3 separate regions of the Mus musculus genome follow, and regions 1 and 2 are each linked to region 3. The links are chromatin contacts, called in public Hi-C maps. All regions are on one chromosome and are shown on one strand. Each heading gives the region's core, a stretch centred on a gene start, on an enhancer-like site or on the middle of the called end of the contact. The rest is flanking DNA. Distances are from core to core; before and after follow the strand shown.

The links. A called contact is a pair of places that touch in the nucleus more often than the background predicts.
Region 1: a Hi-C map of cerebellum shows a contact between it and region 3, with 4 times the contacts expected there. The contact joins two enhancer-like sites. A contact is called at or near these places in 16 of 484 Hi-C or Micro-C datasets (brain, cerebellar granule neurons, cerebellum and 7 more).
Region 2: a contact with region 3 is called in a Hi-C map of cerebellar granule neurons, with 2.4 times the contacts expected there. The contact joins two enhancer-like sites. A contact is called at or near these places in 1 of 15 datasets of contacts at CTCF or cohesin (stem cell-derived epiblast-like cells), 20 of 484 Hi-C or Micro-C datasets (cerebellar granule neurons, embryonic stem cells and trophoblast stem cells) and 2 of 115 datasets of contacts at active chromatin or transcription factors (embryonic basal ganglia and forebrain).

What each region holds. Positions count from the first base shown.
Region 1 is chr5:106,274,738-106,278,165 of GRCm38.p6, reverse strand. No RefSeq gene overlaps it. Among named protein-coding and RNA genes, the nearest start is that of Gm32921, 45 kb to the left of the region's middle. Within about 2 kb of position 1,740, at least 10 of the 459 cell types and tissues checked have an H3K27ac peak or open chromatin away from gene starts, as enhancers often do. A contact at or near this core is called in cerebellar granule neurons and cerebellum, where this site is marked.
Region 2 is chr5:106,419,989-106,422,989 of GRCm38.p6, reverse strand. No RefSeq gene overlaps it. Among named protein-coding and RNA genes, the nearest start is that of Barhl2, 37 kb to the left of the region's middle. Within about 2 kb of position 1,504, at least 8 of the 459 cell types and tissues checked have an H3K27ac peak or open chromatin away from gene starts, as enhancers often do. A contact at or near this core is called in cerebellar granule neurons, where this site is marked.
Region 3 is chr5:105,991,993-105,995,137 of GRCm38.p6, reverse strand. No RefSeq gene overlaps it. Among named protein-coding and RNA genes, the nearest start is that of Gm25672, 79 kb to the left of the region's middle. Within about 2 kb of position 1,512, at least 2 of the 459 cell types and tissues checked have an H3K27ac peak or open chromatin away from gene starts, as enhancers often do. A contact at or near this core is called in cerebellar granule neurons and cerebellum, where this site is marked.

The DNA.
Region 1 (3,428 bases), core at 491-2,990, 280 kb before region 3:
CATGTATGTGCCTGTGTGTGTGGATGTGTGTGCACATGTGTGCCTGTTTGTATGTGAACTTGACACAACTGGAGTCACGTGGAAAGAGAGAGCCTCAGTTGAGGAATTGCCTATCAGGCTGGTCTATAGGTTTGTCTATGGAACACCTTGGCTGATGGTTGCTGTGGGAAGGCCCACCTCACTGTGGGCAGTGCCATCCCTACACACATGGTCCTGGGTTCTAGAAGAGAGCACACATCACAAAGCATAGAGAGCAAGCTAGTAAGCAGCGTTCCTCCATGGCCTCTGCACCCGTTCCTGCCATAGGTTCTGGCCCCGACTTCTGTCAATGATGAACCGCGACACGGACGTGCAAAAGCCAAATAAACCCTTTTCTCTCCAAGTTGCTTCTGCTCATAGAGTTGATCAAAGCAATGGACAGCAAACTAGGTCCGGGCCCAAAGGCATTTCAAAGCCATCGTTTTGTAAGTCACTGGAGGCGATATTTTTACATTTAACCTTTTCCATTTGTTTTTATTTTTCCACTACAATTTTTTTTTATCCTATCCTGTCATATCCCGAGAAGAGTGAAACTGGAGACCTTGGTGAGGGAGGTCCCTAGCCTGGCACTTATTTCACAGTTCCCATCCTGCCAACACGATGCTTAGGACTCACAATGTGCCAGGAATTGTGCTCACAATGTGTTTGCTCTCCTGCCTGAAGGATTCTTACCACGCAACAGCAGGGAGAGCTCGTTCCTGCACTTCCTTTGCTGACTACTCTGGGAATACAAGTGGAGGCCGTGCCAGGTCTCCCGCATCTGAGGGCCATTCCGGAACAATTGGAGCGAAAGACACCCTCTCACATCATCCCTTGGCACACACTCTTGGTGTGTGCAGGTACTTTTCTGCCTTGTTAGGAGATGGGATTTCAGAAGGGCACCACACCGCTTTACATCATCATAATAATCACACAAACTGACAGGACAGTAAAGTTTCAACTCCAATTTGGTTAGCAGTCAAGGAAGATAACATGGTGTGAACAACTCCTAGGAACAAGGCTGTAATTGTTTTGTTAGAGCCACACATTACTCTTCTTGCTAAGAAAGTAATCCGGAACAAGACAGCCTGTTGAGCTTGCTCAATGAGAAAAACAAAGCTTCATTAGGAGATTCTTCTCTGCAAGAAGGGAACTAATTATGTGTGTGTTGTGTGTATCTTATGTGCGTGTGTTTGTGTGTGTGTATATATATGTTTGTGTGTATGTGTGATTGTGTGTTTGTATGAGTCTTTATGTGTGTGTTTGTGTGTTTGTATATCTGTGTGTTTATTTATATGTGTTTATGTGTGTATGTTTGTGTGTATGCATATGTATTTGTGTATGTGTTTGTCTGTATGTGTATGCATTTGTGTGTTTGTCTATATGTGTATGATTGTGTGTGTGTGTGTACATGTGTGTTTGTATCTTGTGTATTTCTTCCTCGCTGTGCATGATTCTGGGATAAATGTTTCACCTGTCCTTTTGTAACTATTTACAAGCCTGACAGCATGCACGCTGGGTTTCCTTACACACCCTGCACCACTACACTTAACTACTTATGTTTGTAGGAAACATGGCAAAAACAGTAGAGCAGACATTTTGGAAACCTAGAGCTACACTATTAAGATCAGAATCATTGCCAGGCTGAGAATGCAAATCTCTGCCCCAGATTTCCTCTTGTTTAGTCTCCAGGACATCTAGTGGTAAGTGGAGCACTAGCAGCAGCCGGCTCGCTCCTGCAAGCTTTTCCATCCCCACTTCCATTCTTTGCCAACCCTGACTCTCTTTTTAATTGCATGCTGAGAAAACAGAAAACTGACCATCTGTCCCAACTGCAAAATGTTTTGGGAAAACAAGCAAGGAGCAAGCTGATATTTGGATGCAAGTGCTCAAAGGGTGTGGCTGCAAACTAAGGAAAAGATCTCAAAAGAAATATAAGCACAAACTGTATGCCATCACACACCCAACAACGTTTGCGCTTCAGTGACTCTGCCGTGTCCCCCAGAGGCAACTCCTCTTCCCTGAACACTTTGAATATTCACGAAGAGTTCTCTTTTTAAAATTGTGAGTTTTGTTTACAAAACTTTCTATTCCTACCTGGGCAGGGTTATTAGTATAAATTGATAAATGCATTTTATAGAACAATTACCAGTTATTTAAACTTTGCCCCCAATTATCCATGGGTGTACACTTCCAATTTGAAATAGGTAGACAAGTGGAGAAATTCTATAAAATAGGTAACATGGTTCCACCCACGAGATCTAAAGGGCAGATATATTCCTCTGTATAAATTTCAAGAGTTTGGGCTCCCGAATCAATTTCAAAGATCAATATGATTACATACTTTTAATAGCTTCCCCAGCTAATATTTAAAATAATTATGGACACAAGCTCATTTGATGTGGCTATTAGTAGTTTAATTAGGTAGTAATGAGCGAGATGCCATAGGTTAGCACGGCGTTAGCACAGTAGGACCTGCTTCAGCATGAAGCACACTTGAGTGTTAAAATTTTAATCTTTATGTGTGAATATGCATGGGCATATCGTGTTAATTATTGTGGAAGGATGCTTTCTACTTCTGAACGCTAACAAGTGGGCGATCATGAAACCTAGGAGGTTCTGCAGCTGTCTGTGGATTGCTTTGATGATGCCATAAACCATGACAATTACACAGTATGTTAGTGCATACATACATACATGCATGCATACATACATACATACATACATACATACATACAGCAAATCCATTGTACATGCCGTAATGTGGAACATGGATGTTTTAAGTAAGCAACGTGGAGACTCTTTTTGTTGTTGTTGTTGTTATTTAATTTCAGTTTAAGACAAAAGTTTTTACATTTCTGGGTTAAAGTGTCTACCCATCACCAATGCTGGCATTTCACATTGTGTGTCTTCACTGCTGAAAAAGAGAATTGTGCTTGGTATCAGCCCCTAGGGTTAAGCTAGTGACATTGGATCAGTGGAGAAAAGTCTGTGAGCTGTTGAATTAGTATGCAAATCCAGGCGATGGCAGGTGAGCAGGCGTGAAAAGCAGAGATGGCCTGGCCCCAGCTGCATTTTTATCATGGCTCTCAGAACCTGACCAGACTTCCTCCAGTGGAGGTGCTATTACACGTGTTCCCCTACCCTAACTCCTCTGTATTAGGTACTCCTTTGTCGCTTTGTTAAATCGCCATGACCAAGGCAACCTACAGAAGGAGGATTTTATTCGGATCATGGTTTCGGAGGGACAGAAGTCCATCACAGCAGGGAGGCATGTTAGCACGGAGCACAGCAATAGGGGCAGGAAGCAGAGAGAGCTCGCGCCCACTGATGGATCTCCTCTAGCAAGGCTGCAACGTCTAAGCCTCCCCAAACAGTGCCACCTACTGGTGACCACGTGTTAAAACACC
Region 2 (3,001 bases), core at 255-2,754, 430 kb before region 3:
GGAGTTGCAGGATTTTGCACACACTGGTCTATCGTGCATCAGCATTGGTACTTGGACCTGAAGAAATCTTTGGCAACTGCCTTGCTACTCCCAAGGGTCTAAGGCACTGGGGTCCTCCGTGTCAGCAGCACACATTCACTCATTGTTGCTTTGGCTGTCCACAATCTGTCACCCCCATTGCTTTGCTAGCAAACCGGTTATAAGGTCATGGATAGCCTACTTTCCTATGGATGCTTAAAGAATGTGGAAATTGATATTCTCTTAGGGCAGCTCTGATACCAGCGGGTGAAAGGCCATGCTCCACTCTTCTTATTCCAAACCTAGAGAATCCTTAGATGTTACACAAACAGCCTAGCATCTTAGAGGGACTGTGACATGTTACCCTCATGGAAACTTTGTTGCATGCTACTGTCCATCCTGGCTTCTTTCTCTTTCCTGTTCCAGAAAGGCAGGCAGCATGCGTGGCACCTAGCTTGCAGCAACTATGTGAAGTCTGAACAGAACTCAGACCTTGCCTGCTGCCACAGTTCAAATAGGAAATGTTCCCCACAGGCTACTGTGTTGGGTGTATGGTGCTTTGTTGATGCTACTATTTGGGGATATAGTGGGAATGGGGAGATGGTGGGAACGGGGAGATGGTGGGAACGGGGAGATGGTGGGAACCGGGAGATGGTGGGAATGGGGAAGATGATGGGAATGGGAAGATGGTGGGAATGGGGGGTTGGGGGGAGATGAGGAGCCTGATTCAGCCTTTTTAGGTGCCTGGCACTTAGCAGGTGAGTCCTTTTCACACAACTTCACTTATGGATTCTTTTTTTCTAGCTGTCCTGGAACTCACTTTGTAGACTAGGTTGTTTCTAGAATTCACTTTGTAGATCCACCTGCTTCTGCCTCTTCTCCCACTTTGTCTGCCCTCCAACCCCAGAATGCTTACAAGTCTTTCCATGATCTCACATCTCCTCCATTGTCTGACTGTGGGGAAAGGTCATATGTTGATCTCCTAGTGAAGGAAATCTGGTAAATATTTGTGCAATGGGATCTGTTGACTTAAAACACTGATAGAACTTTTGAAGCCCCGGAGCTACTCGGGTGCTTTCTTTTTATTAGTGTCTCGCTGGTGGCCAGCCCAATTCAGAACAGACAACATAAAGACGTCATGAGCAGAACACGGTTTTCAGTTCTTGCTGGAAATCTGGGAGCCCCCGTCTTTCACTGGAATCCTGGTGCTGTGGAGAGGCGGTAGCAGGAGTCTGGGTAGGCAGAGTGTGTGGTCATGTTAACTGGGAAAAAGATTCCAGCAGGTCCCATAGGTGGCAAGGATATCTGGGTACTTAAAATTATTTGGAGGAATCATCTCGAGTTTGATTTATAACATCTTTGCATATGTGAGACCTGCCTTTGGGTTAGAAGGAATAATAATTTTCTTTGAGCCTTGCATTTCAGAGCTTAGCAAACACTGACTTCCTGTTTGGCTACTGGGTCCTCAGGTGCTTCTTCTGAAGATGTTTACAGGGAGCCTGTGCTTTCCCTCAGCACTCAGCACAGGAATGGATAGTATGTTAAATAGCTGTTACAGCGCATGAATGGCGTGTTCCTGGTTACCCCAGAACACTTGTGTTTTCTCTCTCTCTCTCTCTTGTACAACGCAAGACAGGTATAGCTATAATCATCATGTTGCCTAGCCAGTTAGATATTCTGTGAGACTGTAATTATGCAGAGTGTAGAAAGAACTTTATTTATAAACTCAGTTTCCAGGAAAACAAGAATCGGAGGCAAAAGCTAAGCCAGCACACCATCTAATTCTCAATGTAAAATAATTCAGGGGTGCGGAAGATGAACATCTGATTTGTCACATCTGATACACTAATGTTTTATCCAAAAGGAAGAACACATTGTAACGTGCCCAGTCATCTGCATAAACACCACCTGGCCCTTTCCAGGCGCCCACTCAAGTAACGAGGCAACAAGGCACGGCAGCAAATGGAAAGCCGCTCTCTCCTTTAAAAACAACAAGATTTTATTTATCAAACTAACAGAATCTGGTTTTTGTTTTTGTTTTTGTTTTTTTAACAGCATAATATCTATGTGATAAAAGTAATGTGGACGGAGCTCTCCACATAAGGGAATGCATGATCACAAATTCCCTAGATTTTTCAACAGCTGAAAAAAAAATCATTATCCTTGAAAAAGACGGTAGATCAAACCAGATCCTGGGTAATAAGGTATTTATTACAACATGAAGCCACTTCCCTTGGGTGTATAGGCTTGCTGTACATTGGAAATAGGTATGGTTTTGAGTAAAATATCTTGCTAGAGAAGGAAAATTATTTTCGTCTCCAAACTGACACATTCTGGTTGCATGCCTCGGTGAGCATCCGCCATGCTACATTACACAGAAGGAGGCGGCATGGTATCCCCCAGTTGTCCTGATGTAAAAGCGAGAAGCGTCTGTCCGTCACTGGGGCACACTGTACCAGCCCCGAATATTTCAGAGGACGTTTACTCGGTGTGTGACCAGGAGTGATGAGTCACCATATTTACATCTCAGATTCAAGGTGACTACCAGAGAGCACGCTAAGGCATCAAAAAAAAAAAAAAAAAAAAGGAATTTCTGGTTAATTGCTAAACTGTCTTTCTGACTCTTGTTTTCCCTATTGAGAAAACATCATGAAGGCTCAAATGAGTTGGATATAATAGGTGTTTAATTATTATTTTTAAAGTCAATTATTATTTTGCAATTTGGTAAGTATGAGAAAATGTACTTACACGTTGTATAAACATATATAATGGGCCCTGCCCATGATCACCCCTTAGACTTTCCTGTCTTCTCCCGAAGCTGCCAAATGCCTCCTTGCCATGTTCTCTCCTGCATCATATCCTTCCCCCTCCCCCCAGATAATGTTGGAGGACCACTGGACTCTGTTATTGGTTCATGTTTTTACTGACTATCTGTGAGTCATCTCTAGCTTCCAGAAGTTTCTGCCTTTCAATAAGTCTTCCA
Region 3 (3,145 bases), core at 263-2,762:
CACATATGAAATATGTGCCCATGGAAGATTGTGCATTAGTTTTGCCATTACAAGATTTTGCTGAAAGGACCCTGATATAGCTGTCTCCTGTGAGGCTATGCCAGTGCCTGGCAAATACAGAAGTGGATGCTCACAATCATCTATAGGATGGAACACAGGGCCCCCAATGGAGGAGCTAGAGAAATCACCCAAGGAGCTGAAGGGGTCTGCAACCCTATAGGTAGAACAACAATATGAACTAACCAGTACCCCCAGAGCTTGTGTCTCTAGCTGCATAGGTACCAGAAGATGGCCTAGTTGGCCATCATTGGGAAGAGAGGCCCCTTGGTCTTGCAAACTTTATATGCCCCAGTACAGGGGAACACCAGGGCCAAGAAGTGGGAGTGGGTGGGTAGGGGAGCAAGGCGGGGGGGGGGATATTAGGGGACTTTTGGGATAGCATTTGAAATGTAAATGAAGAAATATCTAATAAAAAATTTTTTAAAGAATTTAAAAAAAAAGAAGAAGAGACCAAAGAGTCTTTTCTGAGTTGACATCTTGACTATCTACACATCCTCTGAGGCTTGTCTTTAAGCAGAGGAAGCTCTTCTCTCCAGGCATCCTATCTTACCAGCTTCAGGGGGGAATCTCAACCTCAGCCCCTGCTTCACTGTCTGTTCAGCTAGCAGGAAACTGGTCATGTGACCACTTTATACTGAATGGCAGCAAACTGGTCATGTGACCACTTTATACTGAATGGCAGGAAACTGGTCATGTGACCATTGGAACTAGATCAGCAATTTCATGGAGTTGAGAAATAAAAGATTCAAGCCTGGCAGGTTAGTTATCATTAAATATAAATATTTGTATTGACTCATATATACCTACATATACAGCAATGACGAGGAGCAAGAGTGACTTGTTTGATCAAAGAAAAACTATAATTTCAAAGTGGGCACCTGCTGTTCAGGAAAGAATTCTGCACAGATCTGTAACAAATTATTGACAGGAGGTACCTTCAAACACATGAGTTGGAAGAGACACTTCTACACGTATGGGGGTTTTCTAGCAATTAAGCTGTTTTGTTTTTATGTGAGACAAGGGTCTCATGTTGTACAGGCTGCCTGGAACTTACTATGTAGTCAGAGCTGACCTTGAACCTTTGACCCTCCTGCTTCTACTTCCTGAGTGTTAAGACCATGCCCAGTGCTGGGGATGGAACCAGGCCTCACACATGCTCAGCAGACAGACATTCTACTAAGCAATCATGGGCGTTTATGTGGAAAAAAAAAAATTAAGGCTGCAAGAAAATAGAGTGGACACCTTCTCAGACGTCTAAGACACTCCCGTTCTTCCTCCACCTCTTCAACCCTCTGCACTGGCTGAAAGGAACGTGCTTCTCTTCCAGCGTCTGTTGTACCAGTCATTTCTGAGCACTTTAGGCTTAGGGGAGCACGGTGATCCCCAGGGTAACAGACTAGAGCACAGACCATCCGCTCGCAGACTTGCCGCTTCTCTTCAGGGGATTTCTCACCAGAAATGGAAAGCAGGTTCCTGCTGGATCCACTCGCTATCATCACCCACAGCAGTCTTGGCCCTCTGTGCCTCCAGTCAAGCAGAAATGAAACTTTCTGTCTATTTCTGCGGTCCCTTCCCGTCCATCCCCGTGTCTCCTGAGGCCACTCTGCCCCACAGAGCTCCAAACTTGCAGCTCAGCAGAAAGCGTATCTGGGCCTGAAAGGTCAGCCCCCCTGAACCAAAAGGGCTTTTGCTTTTCTTGCCCTTTGTGGGCGAGGGGGATGCTGCTTTCGCATTTGCAGAGAGGAGCTTACCCCATGCTGCTCACACTGATGAATCTAATGGCTTCCTGGCATGTCAAGATTCCCAGCCACCTGCTCAGCTGGCTGTGTGCCCACATCAAAGGTGGCACGTCATGAAGGAAGGGGACCATGGACAGCAACCATAGACAGTAGGCCCAGTAAGCACAACTATGCCTTGCTTTCAGGAAGACCTCTGAAGCCTAGCACGGGCAAGGTGGTGCATCTGCTAACGACCATTGGCAAAAAAAAAAAAAAAAAAATATTAAGACCAGTTTCCACTGTGAATTCTCCTTTTCTCATTGGTTATCAGAGGTGGACTTAGGAATTTAGAGGAGGCGAGGCCTGACTGTGAGGACTTTTTCCACATGACCAAGCACCAGACAGGAGAGAGTTCCATCCACGCTGAAGAACATGTAGAGATTATGAAATTTATAAGTCACTACTGAGGTTGCCCAGTCCCATAGCTGGGATTCATGCCCTTCCAGAGCACACACATACATGAAGATGTGTTGGGCAGTCTTATACTAATAAAAAAAAATGTTACATAACTGAACATCAATTGGCTTATGCCTTATGTTTAATTGGCTTAATCTGGAAACCTGACTCTTAAATCAAGCTGGAAGAAAAGCAGAAGCAAGGAGCAGAGATTTGGAGCAAGTGTAAGAAAGTCAGCATAAATGGAACTGGGGTGACTTGGGGTTGAAATCACCTTACATCTGAAAACACCCCCCTTACCTATGCCTGAAGTGCCTACACTGTTGGGGAAGACTAATAGGATAATTTCTCAAGCTTTGTCTTTTATCTTCCCTCTTTGTTGTATACACACAGGGACACGCACAGGCACAGACACACACATACATGCATACACACATGTACACACCTGCATACACACACACATACACATGCCCATGCACGTACACATGCACACTCATACACACACGCACACCCACATACACCAGGACAAGCATGGTCCCTTAGATGCTGGCAATACTGTGATGGTCACCATGGCTACTGGGGGTGCTCCCCCTCATCATCAGTACATGGGAGACAAGGACAGCAAACGGAAAGAAGACACATAAAGACAGTTCACACCAGGTCTGGGTCCTAAATTTGTCACTGACCAACTGCAAGTCCTTAGACACAAGTTTCTTCCTCATCGTGGAATGGCAGTCCTCCATTTTGATTCTCTCAGAGCAGTTCGATGGCCAGCTGGCAACCACAGCTGCCCAGGCAGTGCCTTTTGAAATCCCAAGCCTGGCTTTCTGTAAATTGAGTGCATCTCTGTACCTCAGTTTACCCACCTATCCAACTGGCAAACATGTCATGTCTGATAAAAAGGAAATACT